2 separate regions of the Bombyx mori genome follow, and region 2 is linked to region 1. A link is a contact called in public Hi-C data. All regions are on one chromosome and are shown on one strand. Each heading gives the region's core, a stretch centred on a gene start, on an enhancer-like site or on the middle of the called end of the contact. The rest is flanking DNA. Distances are from core to core; before and after follow the strand shown.

Region 1 (6,219 bases), core at 1,679-4,178:
GATTCCGTTACAAACATTCACATGCATACGTCACACGTCAGAAACTAATAAAAGCGTATTAAAAATAAATCATTCATACCAATCTCCACGAGGTCGTTGACGGCGAAGTCGATAGCGTCCGAGCCGGGGGGCTCCGGCAGCTGCGACAGGAAGTCCTCGATCCTGTCGTCCGGAGCGTACGACTTGCAGTCCAGCACCGTCTGCACCAGCGGCACCCTGCCGACACACCGCTCTACTGTAACTCTGAACAGCACAGTGAGTCCGCGCGGGCAGGTACCACCGCCCTGCCTGTTTCTGCCGTGAAGCAGTAATGCGTTTCGGTTTGAAGGGCGGGGCAGCCGTTGTAACTATACTGAGACCTTAGAACTCATATCTCACAGTGGTGGCGCATTGTAGATGTCTATGGGCTCCAGTAACCACTCAGCACCTATGGCTTTATGGCTTAGATAGGTGGACGAGGTCACGGCCCACCTGGTGTTGAGTAGTTATCGGATACGATAAGAAGATCCCATAGACCCCAGTAACGGCTGCCCCACCCATCAAACCGAAACACATTACTGCTTCACGGCAGAAATAGGCCGGGTGGTGGTACCTGCGCGGACTCACGAGACGTCTTACCCTCAGTAATTACGCAAATTATAATTTTGCTGTTCTAATTTTTATTACACGATGCTATTCCTTCACCGTGGAAGTCAATCGTGAACATCTGTAAAGTACGTATTTCATCACAAAAATTAGTACCCGCCTGCGGGATTCGAACACCGGTGCACCGCTCAACACGAATGCACAGGACGTCTTGATTTTTTAGGCCACGACGACTTCGCTCCGTAAACCTAGTGTGACCCCTCGAGATCAATAGAATAGGTAGGAAAAAAAGAAAACCTCTCGAGTGAAATAGAGCATCACTGGAGCAGTACGCGGCAGGGTGGGGTGAGTCACTCACCTCAGTATCTCGGGGGTGGAGTGCGGCCGGAACTCCTGCTCCTTCTGCCTCGTGTACAGCTTGTAGCAGTGACCTGCAACACGCGCGCGTGTTACTTGCCGGGGGGACCGGGGGGCGGGGGGCCGAATGTTGTTGTTCGAAACTTGTATACACGCAAGCTTATCTTGAAAATGTCGTTAGCGAGATCCATAAAATCCTATATAACCCCGTGTGCTTCCTAGACGCGGATACATCGACGAGGATTTTTTTTTTTGTTGCACTTGTAGGCAGACGAGCATACGGCCCACCTGATGGTGAGTGGTTACCGTCGCCCATGGAGTTCAGCAATGCCAGGGGCAGAGCCAAGCCGCTGCCTACCGCTTAATACTCTCCACAAGCCTCGTTTGAAGAAGGACATGACATAGTGCTCGGGAAACACCGTGGAGGGGAGCTCATTCCATAGCCGGAATTCCATAGCCATATTTATTTAAACGACAAATTAATTTAAGTAATCAATATACCCGCTCGCACTCTCCCGGCTCGTCCGCACCTCTGCTTGGCGGCGGCCTGCGACACCCACGCCGTCTCCAGACATAATGTACCTGCAGCCAAATGTAGCTATGTCACTCCACAGTCAACTGTAAACTGACGCACTAAATGTACCCTGAAACTGAAGTTTTAACTACAGTAGTAGTATAATCCAATTAGGCAACACTGAAATTAAAATTAAATAAGGCAACACTGAAGTTAAAATTACATAAGGCAACACTAAAGCTAAAATCAAATAAGGCAACAAACACTGAATTTAAAATTAAGTAAGGCAACACTGAAGTTAAAATCAAATAGGGCAAAACTGAAATTACAATCAATTAAGGCAGCACTGAATTTAAAATCAGATAAAGCAACACTGAAATTACAATCAATTAAGGCAACTCTGAAGTTAAAATCACATAAGGCAACACTGAAGTTAAACTATTTTTTGTTGCGTTGATTGGCAGACGAACACACTGCCCGTCTGATGGCAAGCTGTTACCGTAATACCAGCGGCACAGTCAAGTCGCTATCTGCCAATAAGGTACAATAAGGAACACTGTAAGGAATGAATATGTTAGAGGAAGTCTGAAAGTGTCACCTGTGACAGAGAAGCTGAGAAGTGTGCGTTTGGGATGGTATGGACATGTGATGAGACGAAATGAAAATGAGGTTGGTAAGAGAGTGTTAACTATGAATGTGGAAGGATATAGAGGAAGAGGTAGACCTAAGTAGAAATGGATGGATTGCGTGAAAGACGATATGTGTAAGTGGGGAGTGAGCGAAGTAATGGTATATGATAGATGAGTATGGCGGCCACCAAATAACCTTGAAAAATTGACTGTGGCCGGCAAGGTAGAAGGGAAAAGACCCGGCGGCCGGCCACCAAACCGTTGGTCAGATCAGATAACTGTGCTCACTGGACTCTCAGTTGCGACCGCCCTGAGAGAAGCCGAAAACCGAAGGAAATGGAAGCTGATGGTACAAAGAGCCACGAAGGGCTTTCAGGGACACGACCTTCAGCAATGAAGTATGCGACTAAGAAGAAGAGGATTATGACCGTACTCAACAAATGTTCACGATTGACTTCCACGGTGAAGGAATAACATCGTGCAATAAAAATCAAACACGCAAAATTTTAATTTGCGTAACTACTGGTGGTAGGACCTCTCTTGTGAGTCTGCACGGGTAGGTACCACCCCCCGCCTATTTCTGCCGCGAAGCAGCAATGCGTTTCGGTTTGAAGGGTGGGGCAGCCGTTGTGACTATACTGAGACCTTAGAACTTATATCTCAAGGTGTGTGGCGCATTTACATTGTAGATGTTTATGAGTTCCAGTAACCACTTAATACCGGGTGGGCTGTGAGCTCGTCCACACACATAAGCAATAAAAAAAAACACTGAGGTCAGTACAGACCCGCGCTCTGGTCGGTGGTGTTCTCCCGGTGCGCGCCGGTGTCCAGCACGTGCGTGACGTCCGGCACCGTCAGCGACGTCTCCGCCACGTTGGTCGCCAGCAGCACGCGCCGCACGCCCGCCGCCGCCGCCGAGAATATGCGCGCCTGCTCCAACGCCGACAGTCTACACCATAACGACCACTTCATTACTTATTACTACTAATGGTCCAACAGTAGTCGCAATGAATTACTAGTAGTCCCCTAGTAGTCAAAATTTCTTAGTAGTGGTCCCCCAGTAGTACAAATTTATTACTAGTGGTCCCCCAGTAGTCGAAAACAAAACTGAACGCTCTTTTTTACTGAATGACACTGAAGAAAAATCCTTTTGAAAATTTAAAGTGTTTTAAATAATAAAGGTATAAAGGTTTTCTTTACGTGTATTTAATGTGTACTGTTCGAACAACTTAAAAATCGGAAAAGGCAACAGTTCGCAATGGCCCCATCGGGAAAACTCAATAATGAGATCTAAATTAACATTGATTTGTGAATGTCGTGTTGTGTCTTGTATCGGTGCGGCGTGGTGTGGTGTGGCGTGGCGTGGCGTGGCGTGGCGTGGCGTGGCGTGTCGTGGTGTGTCGTGGCGTGTCGTGGTTTGTCATGTTTTGTTGTGTATTGGTGTGACGTGTTGTGGTGTGTCGTGTCGTGCTGTGTCGTGTCGTGTCGTGTCGTGCCTCACCTGGAATGAACAGGCACGAGCATATGCAAGTCCGAGCCTCGATAGTGCTCTTCTAATATCTGCATCGTATATTTTATCTCGGCCCAGCCCGGGAGGAACACTAAAATCGCACCTTCCTCTTGCGTTCTGTCGATCGCTTTTATCACTTCGGCTATCTGTTCGAACAAATGAAGTTATCATTACTGGTGGTAGGACCTCTTGTGAGTCCGCGTGGGTAGGTACCACCACTCCACCTATTTCTGACGTGAAGCAGTAATGCGTTTCGGTTTGAAGGGTGGGGCAGCCGTTGTAACTATACTGAGACCTGAGAACTTATCTCAAGGTGGGTGACGCATTTACGTTATCGATGTCTATGGCCTCCAGTAACCACTTAAAACCAGGTGGGCTGTGAGCTCGTAGACTCAACTAAGCAATAAAAAAAATATATAAATACATTTTGAAGTCGTCGTGACCTAAAGCAGGGATGAGCAACACGCGGCCCGCCAGGTCTTTCTAAAATTGAATTTATTTTCTCGACTTTCTCATTTCGGTTAGATTTTCTGTTTTTTTTTTGTTTTTTATCTAATATTTACGATAAATAAAGTTTCATAAATTATTAATAAGAGTTAATCTATATGCGGCCTGCCAAAGAAATTTTAAATTTAAATTGGCCTATTGATTAAAAAAGTTGCTAATCCCTGGCCTAAAGGATAAGACGCCCGGTATATTTATTCGTACCGACAGTGCCGATGTTCGAATCCACAAATACGTCCACTCATATAAACAATCAAAAAAATATTCAAATGATTCATTTAAAGCTATAATCAGTTGTAATAAAATTGAATTAAACATGGAAACACTCAAGTAGAATGATAGTGGCTCTTTGGCTACTTTTCTTCCCTTATCTAATCGTTGGTAGCCCTAATAGGCTATTCAAACTACTCACAGATCAGGTGAGTAGTCTCTCAACCTAAGAGAAGTTGCTAACACTGGCCCCAGCAAAAGTAGTGCTTCGTAGAATCTACCACCGGATCGTGACCCACTGAGAAGATCCGGCGAGAAACTCAGTGGATCTTGATTTGTCTTGCTTTAAGACGCACACAGATTCTAAATGTTTAATAAGCCATTGTCACACGCATCGAACCTAAAGGAACACTAAACTAATAAAATAAAACAATTATTTTTGTTTTTATTGTCCTTGTACGCACACGGCCCACCTGATGGTGAGTGGTTACCGTCGCCCATGGAATTCAGCAATGCAAGAGGCAGAGCCAAGCCGCTACCTACCGCTGAATTCACACTGCTTGCGTTCTCGTCAAAAAGCACCTTAAGTATTTAGTGATAAAAGCTATATTTCAGCAACACGAGTACCTCTTGGCAGTGGACCGTCGGTCTACCGCCCGCCCTCGAGATACTCTCCATCGTTTTGGGCAAATTCAAATTGAACTTCTTTTGTATGTCATCGAGATACGTGACCTCGACCGGGTAAGTTCTCCCCGGAACTGCTATCACCGGACATTGTCCGAAATATCTGGAATATTAATGCAAAATTTATTTATGGATGCTAAAGTAAAAATTTGTAGACATTCAGTTAAATAAAACTAACAATTATTGCCTTGACACATTGTAATGTACAATGAATTTTTTTTTTCGTATGGAAATCGACACAAGTGACCATTGTTGCCAGCTTCAAATTTATAACACCATCAATAATTTGTATATAACGCCTTGCAACCTTTCCAAATAATGAAACACAGTTAATTTTGATAGTTCTAATTTATTTGGATATTTTTATGATCGTCTTGTATTCCACTAAATTTAACTGGTAGCTTTAATCTGTTAACCGGGGAATTCCCTGTTTTTAAATACGCACGCAACATGTAATGTACACGGACTCTTTCACTGGGACGTGTCAGTACCACTATCAACATCAATACTGATACTGATCTTTTTTTTATTGTTTAGATGGGTGGACGAGCTCACAGTCCATCTGGTGTTAAGTGGTTACTGGAGCCCATAGACATCTACGCCGCAAATGCGCCACACACCTTGAGATACGAGTTCTAAGGTCTCAGTATAGTTATAACGGCTGCCCCGCCCTACAAACCGAAACGGATTACTGCTTCACGGCAGAAATAGGCATGGCGGTGGTACCTACCCGCGCGGACTCACATAAATCACCGGATCTTCACCATTTCTCAAATTCACATTCCGACATGTATCGATGACTAATATCATTGTTGTACGAAAGTATTAGAAGTTCCATTGACTCCAGGACGCCAACTATCTTTCAAGCACGCATTTACATATCCTACTCGTACACTTTATTATTCAGTTAAAATTTTAATTAAGAGCTGGCAACACCGAATGTAGTTGCGTCTGTCATGGCGGACGAACGTCAAGACAATCCATTCTATTGACAGCGGTCGCATGCGATGGTCATTCACAAGCCGCATGTTTGAACCTGAAGAGGCACTAAGACTCCCCGCGCACTTAGTCAGCCTGTTGCACGGCACCCAGAGCGAGTGTTGGCCAATGTATGTGGCTGCTGTCAGTCCCCGCGCACTTGCTGTAGCGGCCAATGCATATTCGTTTTGCCAAATGCTAGGTATACGACACAGCATGCTTGTACAATCTCTTGTATTTAAAAAAAC
Region 2 (6,299 bases), core at 3,561-6,060, 63 kb before region 1:
CCCACCTTGAGATATAAGTTCTAAGGTCTCGAGTATAGTTACAACGGCTGCCCTGCCATTCAAACTGAAACGCATTACTGCATCACGGCAGAAATAGGCAGGGTGGTGGTACCTACACGCGCGGACTCACAAGAGGTCGTTTTTAGACAAATTTAATTTGATCAAAATCAAGAGAGATAAAATGGTACATATAAGATATTAAGATACCTAGCTAATTGAATGACAATATGATAATCATGAGATATTACATTTTATTCAATAAATATTTATTTATTTATGCACCAACAAAGTGATCATCAATACAAAAAATAGACAAATTGACAATAAGTACATGACAGATATGTATCACCTCAATTATAAATTATTATTATTTATTTATATTTATTAAAATCTTATTAGTTACATAATATTTTTTAAAAAAGATATTAAAAACAGAATTTTTAAAAAACACTGTAAAAATAGATTGCCGCTGATGGCGGTGTCTACGACACAAGCCACCAGTGGTTAGGACTCCAGAGTGAGAAACCTCACAATGCGTGCAGTATCGAGGATAACTGCTTTCTGTATTAGGCCCTTAACCCAGCTGGATAACGAAAGTTTCTTAAGATGTTGATCGAAACTTTTCGCTATCAAGCCGTGTACCGATACAACTATTGGAACAATGATGGTTGAATCAACATGCCACATGGCGGTAGTCTCGTGGGCCAGGTCTAAATATTTTATTAATTTGTCCTTTTCTGCCTTATTATTATTATTATTAACTACATAACATTACATAATCATTACATATGTATACACTTCACATAATCAGATCCATGTACATACTATTAAAATATTTAATTCCAACCATTTGCATGTCCCAATTAGTGAAAAAGCAATATCTCAATTTTAATTGTAAATTTGACATAAACTTTCAGTCAGAACGCATTATGGAGGAGAACTCGATTGTACGAGACCTCATCACAAAGATCCTTGATGAATCTGTACCCACAGAAGGCGGCAGGTAAATAGTTTTATTTTAAATGAGTAGGATACACCAAAATTGTTCTTTGACTATTAATATTGATATGCAAATAAGAACACAGGCAGCACTTAGTCTAGTGATTAGCGGTTAATACATAATATTATCATGAATACTATATGAATGAAGTTTGTCAGTAATCTGCAATGGTTAACTTTTTACTTGACTTGTATTTGTTTCCGGTGCCCATAACAGAGGAGAAAATAGTAGGGTCCAATAATGTCGAATATGAGTGCTAAAAACTATTTTTATAGGTCAGTTTAGTTCGGTCAAGTAGTAGTATTTTAAATGGAAAATCAAATTGGTTTGTTTATATTTTAATGTCTTTTAAATTATTCAACTTTGGTTTTAGTATACTAATATATACTGGGCTACTCTCGAGAATGTGACGTAAGGAACCTTCTATTTATACTTCGAAACTCAGCGATAATAAATAATTCATAAACTAAAATAATGCGAGTTTTGCTCCAGAAAATCTTGAATAACAAACGAGTCATAATGTAGCGTTATTAATTTTAAACTTTCGTGCCCTTTTCGCCTCGCAAAGTTTCATAAGATGTTACCACAATAATTTTCCAGCACTGCACAATCATCGGAAAAAAGTTTAAATAGCTTACAACAGAATTATCAGAAGAACGAAACGGGGAGCCCGTCGTACGCATCGCCTTCGTATTACCAGAACAATTTGTATTTCAATCAGAACGAACAAAACGGCTTCAACAATTTCAATATTCAGAACGGTTTCGGTGGTAACAATGGTTTCGTCAATTACGCGGACAACGACGTTAATCTACTCGGTCTGGAGCCGGTCCCTGACGCAGGCCCAGATGCGGTCACCCCTGAGCAGCTGAACCTTCTGAGGCTGGCCGCACAGGAAATCGGAGGAGCACAGTTCACAAGCCCTAACGCTTTCGATGACAAATTCTATAACTTCTTCGAGCCCAGCCAAAGAAACTCCCTGCCCGATACCAATATGTTTCAAGTCAACGATTACAGTCGACCGAACAGTTTGAACTTGGACATGAGCCTGAACGCAAATTACGATTATAACAATCAGAGATACCCGAACTATAAAGACCAGAGTCAAGATCCGACGCAAATATTGCAGTATCTGAACCAATTGAACATATCCTTGGACCGAAATAGAGAAGAAAGCGCAGTTAATAACATGGATTTCAAGATGCCAATGGATTTAAACGGTCCATATCAGCATGAGCAGTTCAATAAGCCGGCGGACGATAAAATGTTCTATAGGGGCTACCAACAGCCGCCGCCGAATAAGAGTTTTGGCGACAATTTCTATGACGTAATGCCGATGAGTGACCGAAGCCCACTGACCCAGGGCTTCGACTACACGAACCAGACGCCAACCGGTGTCAACTACAACACTAACGTCTTCAACCAGAATGACTTCATGCAGAGGCGCGACATGAACGCATTCCCGAGTAATGGCGTAATAAACGAACAGAGAAACAGTTTTGAGAATATAGGGAGGGAGAATAACATGCAGCAAGCGTCGGTCGTGCGGCAGAACCAGGAGCTAGCGCGGCAGATGAGCCTCCTGATGCGGACCCGGCCTCCGCCCAACCAGCTCAATGTGGACGTCTCGTTTCTGCACGACAACGCACCTTACAATATCGGTAAGTAATCCGGTTTACAAGTCAATTCGTGGCAAGTTCAGACAATAGCAATCCTTTTTACCCTCAGTTTTTCAGTATTGAAAAATCTATTCGCCTCTATTTTCAACAGTTCTATCTTGTTATAAATATTGAAAGATTTTTTACTTAAATATATTATATAATTTTGACTTGTTACTCTGAGGTAAGGCAGACAAGATAATGCTCTTTCACAAAGAGGGTGTGAGTGAGTCTATAGACAAAGTTACCAAAGTCCATAGACATGGCAAACTCAATGTATCCAAGAATTCTCACTCTTCAAATTGGAACGCGTTATTTCTTTGCGGCAGAAATAGGCAGGTAGTGACTTACCTGTTCCAACTCACAATACTTTTACCATTCAGGAATGGAGCCGTTTTATAGCTTAATTTGTTTTACGGATTTCTAACCGGAATCATGGTCCTTAAACTTGAGCGAGTGGGAATTAGTCGGCGGTCCCAATGGAAAATAAATAGAAGAAATAAGACTAACTTCTGGAGGCTGTGAAGTCTTACATATTATGTGTTACGCGATCCCTAGTCACATTTTTTTTTTTGTTAAAGATTATTATAATTTAAATAAAATGTTAATTAAATTCCAGGTCTCGGAGCCCTGTTAGGCGCGAGTCCATCCGTCCCGCCTCCAGTGTTGCCATCACCAATGTTGGATTTACCGCTTTTGGCACCGTTCTACGCAATGAGAAATATGAGGTAATTTGCCCACTGTATTTTAAGTTATTTTAAAATGTGTCATAACTTTTTATCGCTTAAATGAGTGGATAAGCTCACATACTATTTGGTTTAGTAGTTACTGAATCCCATAGACATCTACAATGTAAATGCTGCCACTCACCTTGAGATATAAGTTAAGTTAAGAAGATCTCAAGTATAGTTACAACGTCTGCCCCGCCCTTCAAAATGATACTCATTACTGCCTCACGGTAGAAAAAGACAGGGTGGTGCGACCTACCCGTGCGGACTCACAAGAGGTCCTACCACCAGTAATTACGCAAATTATAATTTTGCGGGTTTGATTTTTGAAGTTATACTTCTTTAGGCACGTTATGAAAAATTGATGAGAGTGAAATTTTACGATGCGCGCGCACCGTGACACAAAATTAACAGAATGAAGTTGCCCACTAAATCGCTCATTACAATACGACCGACGTAACTTGGCGAGTCTGAATATAGCCCCAGGTGAACTTTCGCGCATGTACACTCGTAAAAATAAAGTGTTATTAGCATTAATTTTTTAGTAATATAAATGACAAAATTATTATTTAATATAATTCATACTAAATATTATTAAATTATTAACGTTCAATATTTATTATTAATTATTTAATATTTAAAAAAAAAGAAATAAATTTAATAAAAATAAAGTATTTTTAAATTTAATAAAAATAACTTCTTACACGCGTACATAAGTACACGCACCATTTGTTTGTTACACGACTTCCTTCACCGTGGAAGTCAATCGCGAACAGTTGCTAAGTACGTATTTCATCAGAAAAATTGGTACCCGCCTGCGGGATTCGAATCCCGTTGCATCGCTACACACGAATGCACCGGACGTCTTATCCTTTAGGCCACGACGACTTTAACCTATAAGTAACGGCGTGGACACATGTCTAAAGTGCGGCGCCTGCTACCGTGTTACGGAGCGGCGCCGTGTACTGTGCACCGCACCGGCACATGGCAGTAACCACCGTTTCCAATACAGTTTCTGTCTTAACATGCATCGCGCTTCATATTTCCTCTTAAAATGACCTCAGTCATGGTTCATTATAGAAAGGTATGGATTCACCCAATATTTTCTTTGATTCTGTTTTTTTTCATTCGTCTTATTAGCAACAAGAGCAGAGTAATACGTCTCGCGATCCATGTTAAGACAGAAACTGTATTGGAAACGGTGGTTACTGCCATGTGCCGGTGCGGTGCACAGTACACGGCGCCGCGCCGTAGACATGTGTCCACGCCCTAATAAATGTGAATCTGAGTTGGCTGAGTGTTGTGGTTGCAGGGGCGGCGCGTCGTCGTCGTCGCTGCTGCACGCGCGGCTGGAGGCGTGCTACGAGCAGTGGCGCCAGCTGGAGCGCGAGCGGAAGCGCACGGAGGCCCGCCTGGCGCTCGCCTACCCCGGCCGCGCCGTCTCCTCCTCCAACTCCATCCCCGTGCCGCGCCTGCCGCCCTGCCCCACCAGGGTCGACAGGCTCACCGTCGACATGCTCCGGGAGCACACCAAGGTACGCGACTTCATGTGTCGACCCTTGAAACGATCGATGAAACGAAAAAATAAGTCCATAGAGACACAAACACATAAATGTATGGGACTCAGCCGGCGAGAGAATGAGATAGAACACATTAGACGTTCTCGGTCGACGAGCCCTTCGTCCCAAGCGACGGGTTCGACGAGGACGATGACCGGAGACCCTTGTGCTCACGTAATGTATACTTCATAACAACGCTGATCAGTTAAGTCGAATGGCGAATTACAGGTGCTGACGCTTATGGGCAAGATGGAAACGTTAAGAGCGAGCGTTTGTGCGAATCACAAGAAGAACAAACCGGACGACACAAAGATAACGGTGTTGAAGAGGGGACAAGAGAACGTGGTCAGTGAGAAGCAGAAGGAGAAGGAGACCGGCTGCGACCCGGCCACCTTCGATCCCTCCACTTGGAGAGACGATATCAAGAATTTAGCTGAGATGTAGGTTTCGAGAGCTATTTAGGAAAACTTAAAACAAAGCTTACTTTGGAAGTAAATTTTAAGTGATGGATTTTTATAGATTTATTTTTGTGATCTTTTTTTTTTATTACCCTTGTAGGCAAACGAGCATACAGCCACCTGATGGTAAGTGGTTAACGTCGCCCATGGACTTCAGCAATGCCAGGAGCAGAGCCAAGCCGCTGCCTAGCGTTAAAATTATTTAAATTATTTAAAATAAATTACTAATCAGTGCGGGGCACACAGTACGCCCTGTCTCTAGTCATCCCGCAAATACAACAGCATAGACTGACATCCAGCATCTCCTTAGGTTGACAAATGTAAGTTCTGTATGCTTAGTTCGAGTTTCTTAACGTTTTCGATATCGTAAAAGTTAAGCCAATTTTGTATGCAGTTGGAACAGCGCCCCTAGCGGCAAACGTACGCAAACAATTCCATTCCATACAAATATGAGCTGACTTTAACGCTATCGAGAACGTTAAAAACGCGCACTAAGCATACTGATCTGGCCAATTTTTATCCTCACAGTATCAGTTGTATCGTATATTCCATGGGGAGTGCTCTGAAGAATTGTTCGAGATGATACTTTCATCTCGTTTTTACCATCGCACCGCCCGCCACCGGAGTAAAGTTCATCCATACTACCTGGAGCCACTGCGGTCATCCACAGTGCGTTTCCAGAGGTCTTTCTTGCCACGTACCATCCGGCTATGGAATGAGCTCCCCTCCACGGTGCTTCCCGAGCGCTATGACATGTCCTTCTTCAAACGAGGCTTGTGGAGAGTACAAAGCGGTAGGCAGCGGCTTGGCTCTGCCTCTGGCATTGCTGAAGTGCATGGGCGACGATAACCACTCACCATCAGGTGGGCCGTATGCTCGTCTGCGTACAAGGACAA

The links. Hi-C and Micro-C count contacts between places; a contact is called where the count stands out from the background.
Region 2: a contact with region 1 is called in a Hi-C map of middle silk gland, with 2.1 times the contacts expected there. The contact joins two enhancer-like sites. A contact is called at or near these places in 2 of 7 Hi-C or Micro-C datasets (middle silk gland and whole pupa).

Annotation. Positions count from the first base shown.
Region 1 is chr28:8,539,555-8,545,773 of ASM3026992v2, reverse strand. LOC101745709 (ATP-dependent RNA helicase DHX30) reads right to left here. Exons shown (of 21, transcript XM_062676812.1): 10 at 4,937-5,096; 11 at 3,587-3,741; 12 at 2,871-3,034; 13 at 1,444-1,524; 14 at 944-1,016; 15 at 80-216. Among protein-coding and RNA genes, the nearest start is that of LOC134201610, 8.9 kb to the right of the region's middle. Within about 2 kb of position 2,928, at least 2 of the 8 cell types and tissues checked have open chromatin away from gene starts, as enhancers often do.
Region 2 is chr28:8,604,117-8,610,415 of ASM3026992v2, reverse strand. LOC101745859 reads left to right here. Exons shown (of 10, transcript XM_004924320.5): 2 at 918-1,003; 3 at 1,601-2,661; 4 at 3,278-3,386; 5 at 4,699-4,921; 6 at 5,174-5,385. Among protein-coding and RNA genes, the nearest start is that of LOC101745859, 5.9 kb to the left of the region's middle. Within about 2 kb of position 4,810, at least 4 of the 8 cell types and tissues checked have open chromatin away from gene starts, as enhancers often do.